2 separate regions of the Mus musculus genome follow, and region 1 is linked to region 2. The links are chromatin contacts, called in public targeted proximity ligation maps. All regions are on one chromosome and are shown on one strand. The core of a region is the stretch at or near the end of the contact, and the rest is flanking DNA. Distances in the headings are between cores, read along the strand shown. Region 1 holds the start of Ermp1 (endoplasmic reticulum metallopeptidase 1). Region 2 overlaps Ric1 (RAB6A GEF complex partner 1).

What was found.
Region 1: a targeted proximity ligation map of pancreatic cancer cells shows a contact between it and region 2. A contact is called at or near these places in 3 of 39 promoter capture datasets (the HPC-7 cell line and embryonic stem cells), 3 of 484 Hi-C or Micro-C datasets (cortical neurons, embryonic stem cells and nephron progenitors), 8 of 130 datasets of targeted methods (CD8 T cells, the NIH/3T3 cell line, the SCID.adh cell line and 2 more) and 3 of 9 other capture datasets (adipose tissue, liver and pancreatic islet).

The regions. Positions count from the first base shown.
Region 1 is chr19:29,646,848-29,651,013 of GRCm38.p6, forward strand. Ermp1 (endoplasmic reticulum metallopeptidase 1) reads right to left here and starts at 1,568. Exons shown (of 15, transcript NM_001081213.2): 1 at 1,189-1,568. The coding sequence starts at 1,508.
Region 2 is chr19:29,602,015-29,605,865 of GRCm38.p6, forward strand. Ric1 (RAB6A GEF complex partner 1) reads left to right here. Exons shown (of 26, transcript NM_001081319.1): 24 at 259-436; 25 at 578-766; 26 at 1,847-3,851. The coding sequence ends at 2,135. Among named protein-coding and RNA genes, the nearest start is that of Ermp1, 44 kb to the right of the region's middle.

The DNA of each region.
Region 1 (4,166 bases), core at 318-2,817, 44 kb after region 2:
AGGAGAGACTGGGGGTGCCTTCCAAAAAGCTCTTAAGAAAACTCATCTAAAGAAGCAACTTTTAAAACACAATAGTAGTTGAAAACTTTCTACTAGCTTAAGGACTCATCTGATTTAAGATGCAAGTTACAGAATCAAAGAATTCATATTTTCAAATACACCTGAGGTCATTTAAAAAAAAATTGAACCCTTGGCCAGCAGTGGAGGCGCAGGTCTTTAATCCCAGCACCTGGGAGATAAAGGCAGAAGGATTTCTGTGAGTTAGAGGCCAGCCTGGTCTACAGAGGGAGTTCCAGCCAGGGCTACACAGAGAAACCTTATCTCGAAAAATAAACAAGTAAATAAATAGAATAAAAAAAATAAAAAATGGGGCTGGTGAGATGGCTCAGTGGGTAAGAGCACCCGACTGCTCTTCTGAAGGTCCTGAGTTCAAGTCCCAGCAACCACATGGTGGCTCACAACCATCCTTAAGGAGATCTGACTGGTGTGTCTGAAGACAGCTGCAGTGTACTTACATATAATAAATAAATAAATATTTAAAAAAAATAAAAAATAAAATAAAATAAAAAATGTTGAACCCTATACAATCCGTAGTACAGAAGAGCCATAGACCATCTGCGACCTTCAGAAATTACAGGCATAATTCTGTCTGGATGTACTCTGAGTCTCCTTCCACAGCTTTCAGATATGAGGGCTGTGGTGCTTAGAAAGGTTAGCACGCACTACATTACTCCTCTCCCACACCATCCCAGAAAGACTTGGTAATGCAGCCCTGGCACAAAAACCTCACTCTCCATCTCATTTTAAATGCAGAGAACTAACCAAAGTAAAAAGTGGAAGTTGCTCGAGAAAGAGAGGAGAATGATGAAGCGTGTGAACAACCAATCATCTGCAGGAGGAAGAGAGTGGATGAGAAAGCAGACTCAATCGATCTGGCCACCCCAAGAAAGCGAAAGAGGGAGCCGAGGAAGCCCGGAGTACCCGCAATTCAGACCCCCGGAGGACGCGCAGGATCATCCCACTTCCCACCGAGGTGCGCCCAAGGACCCCGGGACTCTGCATACAGCAGCGCCGGCCTCCTCCGCCTGGGGCACAGTGGCGCCGGGCTCACCCGCGCGGGACTCACCCACCAGGCGCTCCCCCACCCCGGGGCCGCAGAGGACTCGCGGCCGGGCCGATCGGCCGTACCTGGCTTGGCGCGCGTCGAACTCGCCCTGGAGCCCCGAGGTCCGGCTCAGCACCAGCCGCTGCAGCGAGAGCTGCACGAGCGCCCGCAGCGCGAGCAGGTAGAGTGCGAGCGCCAGCGCCGTGCGCGCCTCGGACAGCGCGGTCTTCGCAACCCGGCTCCCGCCGCCGTTCTCCGTCTTCCCCCACATCCTCCCGACGCCCTTCGCATCCTCCTGCGCTGAGGCCTCTCTCTGCCGGTGCGACGCGGCCGCCTCTCCCTCCCGACGCTCCGCGGTGCCGCGGTGCCGCCGCACAGCCGCTGACTCCGAGCTCCACTCCATGGCGGCAACTGCCACCACCAACCGCCCCAGCCTGCGACAGTCCGGGCCACCGCGGCCTCCGCAGCGCCTCCTAGTGAGCGGACGGAAACTGCAGAGGGCCAAATTTCTTCTGATTGGCTGGTCCGCCTCGCTGTTCCCTGGTGCCTGAGTCTGAGATCTTTGGTGGCACAGGCTGACACCCAGCCTGGTGCCAGCAGACTGTCAAAGGGAAAAACACCCATAAACCTAGAAATGAGCAGCCCTAAGCAAGAGAGAAGTGCAAGGCCGCTTTAACAGAATACACGAGGCATTTATCCTGCGCTGGGCTGATGAATACTGGGAAAAGGAGGATTCTGCCTACCAAATCAATAAGTAAGACTTCACAACCAGGACTGGACAAAGGTGTAATCCTGGCACTAGGAAGGATGGCCACAGGAGGATCCCTATTTTGTGCCTAGAGTGGAATACATAACAAAGATCCTGTCTTTTAAAAAAAATTTTTTTGGAAAAAAAAAAAAAAGCATTTGTAATCCCAGCACTCAGGATTTACACAAATTAGAGGCCTGCCTGGTCTACGTAGAGAGTTCCAGGCCAACCAGGGCTACAAAGGTGAGCAGCTAGAGGAGGCAGGGAAGGAAGTAGGGAGACACAGAACCCCAATTACCAGGGCTAGTGCTGTTTTCATTTAACAGATAACAATACCTATAATTTAATGAATAGCTGCTGAGTCAAGCAGTGTGCTAAGTACAGACTTTGAAAAGAAAATATTTTCATTCCTATTTAATATTGAAGAACATAAAGACAGCAAATGAAGGACAAATGGGATCCCAAGACAGCCTTCTGCTCTGTTCCGCGGACACACAGGGCACTCTAAAAACAAAGGTTCCGAAGAAATATTCTTTTTTATTAGATATTTCATTTTTTATTAGATATTTTCCTCATTTACATTTCAAATGCTATCCCGAAAGTCCCCTATACCCTCCTCCTGCCCTGTTCCACAACCCACTCACTCCTGCTTCGTGGCCCTGACATTCCCCTGTACTGGGGCATATGATCTTTGCAAGACCAACGGCCTCTCCTCCCAATGATGGCCAACTAGGCCATCCTCTGCTACATCTGCAACTAAAGACACAGTTCTGGGGTGTACTGGTTAGTTCATATTGTTGATCCTTCTATAGGGTTGCAGACCCCTTCAGCTCCTTGGGTACTTTCTCTAGCTCCCGAAGAGATATTCTTGAACTAACAAGATGGATCAGAAGATAAATGTGTCCATCCCTGATTTCCCCCAAGGCCTGACAACCTTTCATTTCCCTACTAGGCCCATGGTGGAAGGAGAACACCAGCTCCCACAAGGTGTCTACTGACCTAAGCACACACGAGTGTTCAAATACAAACACACAATTCATACAAACACACTTGCAAACACATCATATAAACACAATTGTGCTGGCTAGTCTTCTATCAACTTGACACACAAGCTAGAGTTATCTGAAAGGAAGGAACCTCAATTGAGAAAGTGATAACATAAGATCTAGCTGTAGGACACCTTCCTGGTTAGTGATTGATAGGGGAGGGCCCAGCCCTTTGTGGGTGGGGACATCCCTGAGCAGGTTGTTCTGGGTTCTATAAGATAGCAGGTTGAGCAAGTTCTGAAGAGCAAACCAGTAAGCAACACCCCCCACACACACCCCTTTCCCCCCACACCCCTTTCCATGACCTCTGCACCAGCTCCTGCTTCCAGGTTCTTGTCCTGTTTGAGTCCTGGTCCTGACTTCCTTTGATGAAGAACTGTGATGTGGAAGCAGAAGCCGAATCAATCCTTTCCTCCCCGAGTTAGTTTGGCTATGGTGTTTCATCACAGCAATAAGTAAGCCATAAGTAACACACAATAATACAAATAAAAATGTTTAAATATCTTCAAAATAAATAATAAAAACCCTTAGTCTTCCTTCACTATCACAGTGAGTGGCAAGAAGTTGGTCATTGGTTGTAGTAGCCATGCTAGCAACTGACCAGTCTTGTTTCTGCTTGCTTCCATGAGCCTCTTAGATTCAAGGTTCTGTGGCCTATGGATGTAATGGCTGAAATGCTCGAAGGCATTAACCTAGAGACCCACTGAGAAAACACACTTCAGGGTTTTGACTGAGTGTCTGTGTCAGACATACGACACCCTGCCTACTTCTCAGACACATCAGATGCAGGATGCTCCATCAGCCACTCTGGCCTCTCTTAAAGACTTCTGGTCCACCATCTTCCCTTCACAGTGTCTTCTCATATACTGTTTGGATCACCCAAAACACTTGTTCCTTCCCTTCATTACCAAGCTTGTTCCCTTCAAATCTCAGTGGAATTGATACTTCCTTAAGCAAGACTCATCTTAATCCAGTTAAGCCCATACCCGCTTGTGTCCGCTCCTACAGCACCATCAATGCCTGTGAGTTCAGGGTTCCTTCGCTGGACTGGAGGCTCCATGAGGGCAAGAGCCTTGTCTAGTTTTACCCAGCCTTTGACTGAGGTCTCCTAAGATGTGGCATAACGTGCACTATTCAGTTAATATGTCCCACATGTGTGAAAACACAGCAGTCTTTAGACACATGGAACTTCAGTCCTGTAAGATCCTTTCTAGTGTAAGCTCTGAGACCAAAACCAATGTCTATCTTATTAACTTACATCTTACCC
Region 2 (3,851 bases), core at 842-3,341:
GCTGGGTGAAGCTTTTGTCATGTGTGAAGGCTCCCAACTGCTATTAATTTTAATTGTAAAATTAGAATATTTTCCCATCCTAAGGCATATAATTTTTTGTTGTTCATATAATGGCTATTTTAGCAGTAGATTGAATGTTTTTACTTTGAAATCTTGAAGAGAAGCTAGCATTTTAAAAGCAACATTTATAATGAAAGGGAAAACACTCATTTGTGAAATGAAAAGCTCACTTAATAACTTGTGCGATTTCTTTGTCAGGGGATGAGTGCAGCATTGGCTCAGCTACAGACCTGACTGAAAGCAGCTCCGTGGTGGATGGAGACTGGACAATGGTGGATGAAAACTTCTCCACCCTCAGCTTGACCCAGTCTGAGCTAGAGCACATCTCCATGGAGTTGGCGAGTAAAGGACCCCATAAATCTCAGGTCCAGCTTCGGTGAGTGTCTCCGAGTTTGAGAACACAGAGAGCCCGGAGGTCTCTGTGCAGATGGATCCCTCTGCGTACTTGCTGCCCTCCCTTTGTGTGTGTCAGCTATTGTCATTCATACAGATCCTTGTGTTGCTGCTTTATGTCTAGCTATTTGCTGCACATTTTCATGGAGGCGGGATGTCTGGACTGGTGTGTTGTCATCGGCCTGATTCTCAGAGAATCCTCAGTGGTCAGTCAGCTTCTTGGGATTGCTCAGTCTTCCGAGATGGATGGAGAGATGTTACAGAACATAAAATCAGGGCTGCAAGCAGTGGACCGCTGGGCCTCTACAGACTGGTGAGTGAATGCTGCTTTCCATAATAAGCATGGTATCCTTTGGCGAATGATGGCTTTGTCACATTAGGACCATTATAACTGCCAGGTAGGTAGCACATCCCTTAAGTCCCAGCACTTGGAAGGCAGAAGCAGGCAGACCTCTGTGGGTTTGCGGTAAGCCTAATCTAAATAGCAGGCTTCCCGTCATCCAGAACTGCATATGATACCTGTCCCAAAAAAGCAAGAACTTAAAGTTCACTCATTTGGACAGTTTTAAGTTTATGGAACTTAAAAAATACTTTCATACTTATGTTTTAAAGTAGTTTTCCTTTAACCAATTTGTACTCAGGCTCTTGAATGGGTACTGTCCATTGAATAGCTTATAATGTTGGTTAGTTTATAACGTGAACATATAATGCTGGCTTAAAATTTATGCCATACAAGTGGTCATGAGGCTAGAACTTAGATTGGTAGTTCTGTGGCTAAGTATTCAGAAAGACAGGTTATGTAGTCTATGTAAATGTCAAGGCTCCATGACAGCTACTAGCATCTCCCAGTTAGAAGCAGCAGGTGGGAGTGAGGTCCTGTCCTTGTCAGCAGTCAAGTATAGATTTGAAGCTCTTTTCTTCCCTTAGATCTGGTTTTCTGTAATTGCAAAATGAGTTTAAGTTAGATACTTTGCAATGATCCCTTAGAGTCTAAAGTCTTTCGTTCCTTGTTTCTTATTGTGCACTTAACCAAGTTGTGCTTGTGGGTACTTTGCATTGGTACTTGTGCACATGTGCAAAAGATAAAGGTCGGCTTCTGGTGTCATTTCCCAGGAGCTATTGACTTTGTTGTTTAAGACGGATCTCTCCCTGGGACCTGGGGCTCACTGATTGGGCTAGGCTGGCTGGCTGTCCAGCATGCCTCCAGAAATCCTATCTGTGTCTTGTCAGCACCAGCACACCAGCTTTGTCGGTGGGTCCTAGGGATCGAACTCAAGACCGCGTGCCTGCACAACAGGCACTTTATCAACTAACAGCCATCTCCTTAGCTAGCCCCTCTATCAAGTCTTTTGAATTATAGCAGATGACAGCTAATTTTTCCCCCTTTACTCAGCCCTGGATATAAGCCATTTTTAAACATCATTAAGCCACAACTGCAGAAGCTCAGTGAGATAACAGAAGAACTGGTCCAGCCTGACACCTTCCAGCCAGTAACAGTGGGTAAGACTCCTGAACAGACCAGTCCCCGGGCAGAGGAGAACAGAGGCTCTTGCAGCCATGGGAGCATCTCTCAGAGTGAGCCTGGGAGTAACAACGTGGTCAGCCGGAAAGAAGAGGACACAACACAGGCGGATGAGGAGGAGCCACTTCAGGATGGGGCTTATGACTGTTCTGTGTCCTGACAGCAGTGAGCACGGCACAGCGGGCAGTATTAGTCACAGCAGCTTGCAACTGAGTCATTGTGGCCTGCCGAATGACTTAACAGGTAAAAGAACTTGGGTCAGAACTCTTTCGTAAAGTATTATAATTTAATGAACTCTTCCTCTAAATCTCTTTGACTCCTTAAAAAAAAGTGTGGTATCAAAGCATCTTTCATAAGAAAAATTTAAGCTGCAATAGAAAGTAGTGAACAGTATATAGATGCACACATGGAATATTTTGATTTTATTTACAACAGATTGGTAGTTGTAGGGATTATTCTTAACAGGAGGGATTATTTTGCCCCAAGCGAGCTTACTTTTTCACTACTTACAGCTTATATATTTTCTGGTTTAGTGTGTGTCTAGACTGGTTTTGTTTTTGTGGGGTGGGTTGTTTGTTTTTAACTTTCTTTTAAATATGTGTTAAGGTGCTGTAGCTCATCAGGTAACTGAGCTACTTGTTTGCTTCCTTGTATAGAGTCAGCGGGACTCTGATTGGTCCTTTGAATCCTACTCTTGCACAGTGTGGGTCAGTGGACAGAGACCCTTTGGCTTTGGTACTCTGTTGACTAGCAGTCCTGAATGACGGAAGCTATTTACCTGTGAGTTAATGTGCCTGTTTTAGCAAGCTTAATTTCCTACTAGATCAATGTGGGCAGAGGGTGAGGGGGTTCTTATCAATTATGCTGACACCACTAAATTTTGTATCAAAGAACTGTATCTTTTTGTGAATATTCATGTAAATATACTCAAAGGCACTGTCCATATTTTTAATGCGTGTATTATAATGTGTAAGGTTTTACGCTGGATTCTGCATGACTATACTCACTCTTGGAATAAAGACAAGACTTTTTCTTCTTTCCAAAATGAGCAGTTGTCATAGAGGAAGACAGGTTTGTTGGCCCAGCTGTAAAGTAGTGGTCATCCCACTGATCATGAGGCGGAACAGGTTTTGTGCAAATTAATGTAGTTTCTTATTTATTGCTTTTGTAAATTGAATAAAAACGGGCTTTTATGTAAATAGACTGTGGGATCCTGTATTATCAGCTACTAAAAATTAGTTTGTAAATTCTTTATTATAAAGTTTAAAAATATTTTATGTATTTCTAGATGTGACTTAAATTTTAGTTTTTCATACATTATGAAAGCAGAACTACATATTCAGTTGCTTCAGACTAAACACATACCTATCACATGTAATTCTAATTATTAATAACAGTATTACTTTAGATAGCTTATTTGTACTGTGCAATTTGAACAAGGAATGCAATGTTATTTTTTATAAAATCTTGTTTATTTTTATAACAACAATGTATTTGATGTGGACCAAATTCGTACCACCATGTAAAACAGCCTCTCTTCTAATGCAGATATAGCTTAGAAGTGGAGTTCAGCCCTCTATCCCTGCCTTTTAAACTAGAGAGATAGACGAGGTCCTCTTAGGCAGTATCTTTTAGAGGAAACCTCAGCATTATTTTGAAATTATTTCAAATTTCACCAACTAGTTAAAATTATTGAATTTAGTAATTACTGTTATTTACTTTCTACATTAGAAGTGCAATAATTTTACATAATAAAATTACTGGATGGGTGAAATATGTTATTGGTACCTGGTCCTTCTGGTGCTATTTTTATTTAAGTTGTATCAAACCACCACCTTGTTCTGAATTTTAAAATAGAGAATAAGGTTTCCTATAT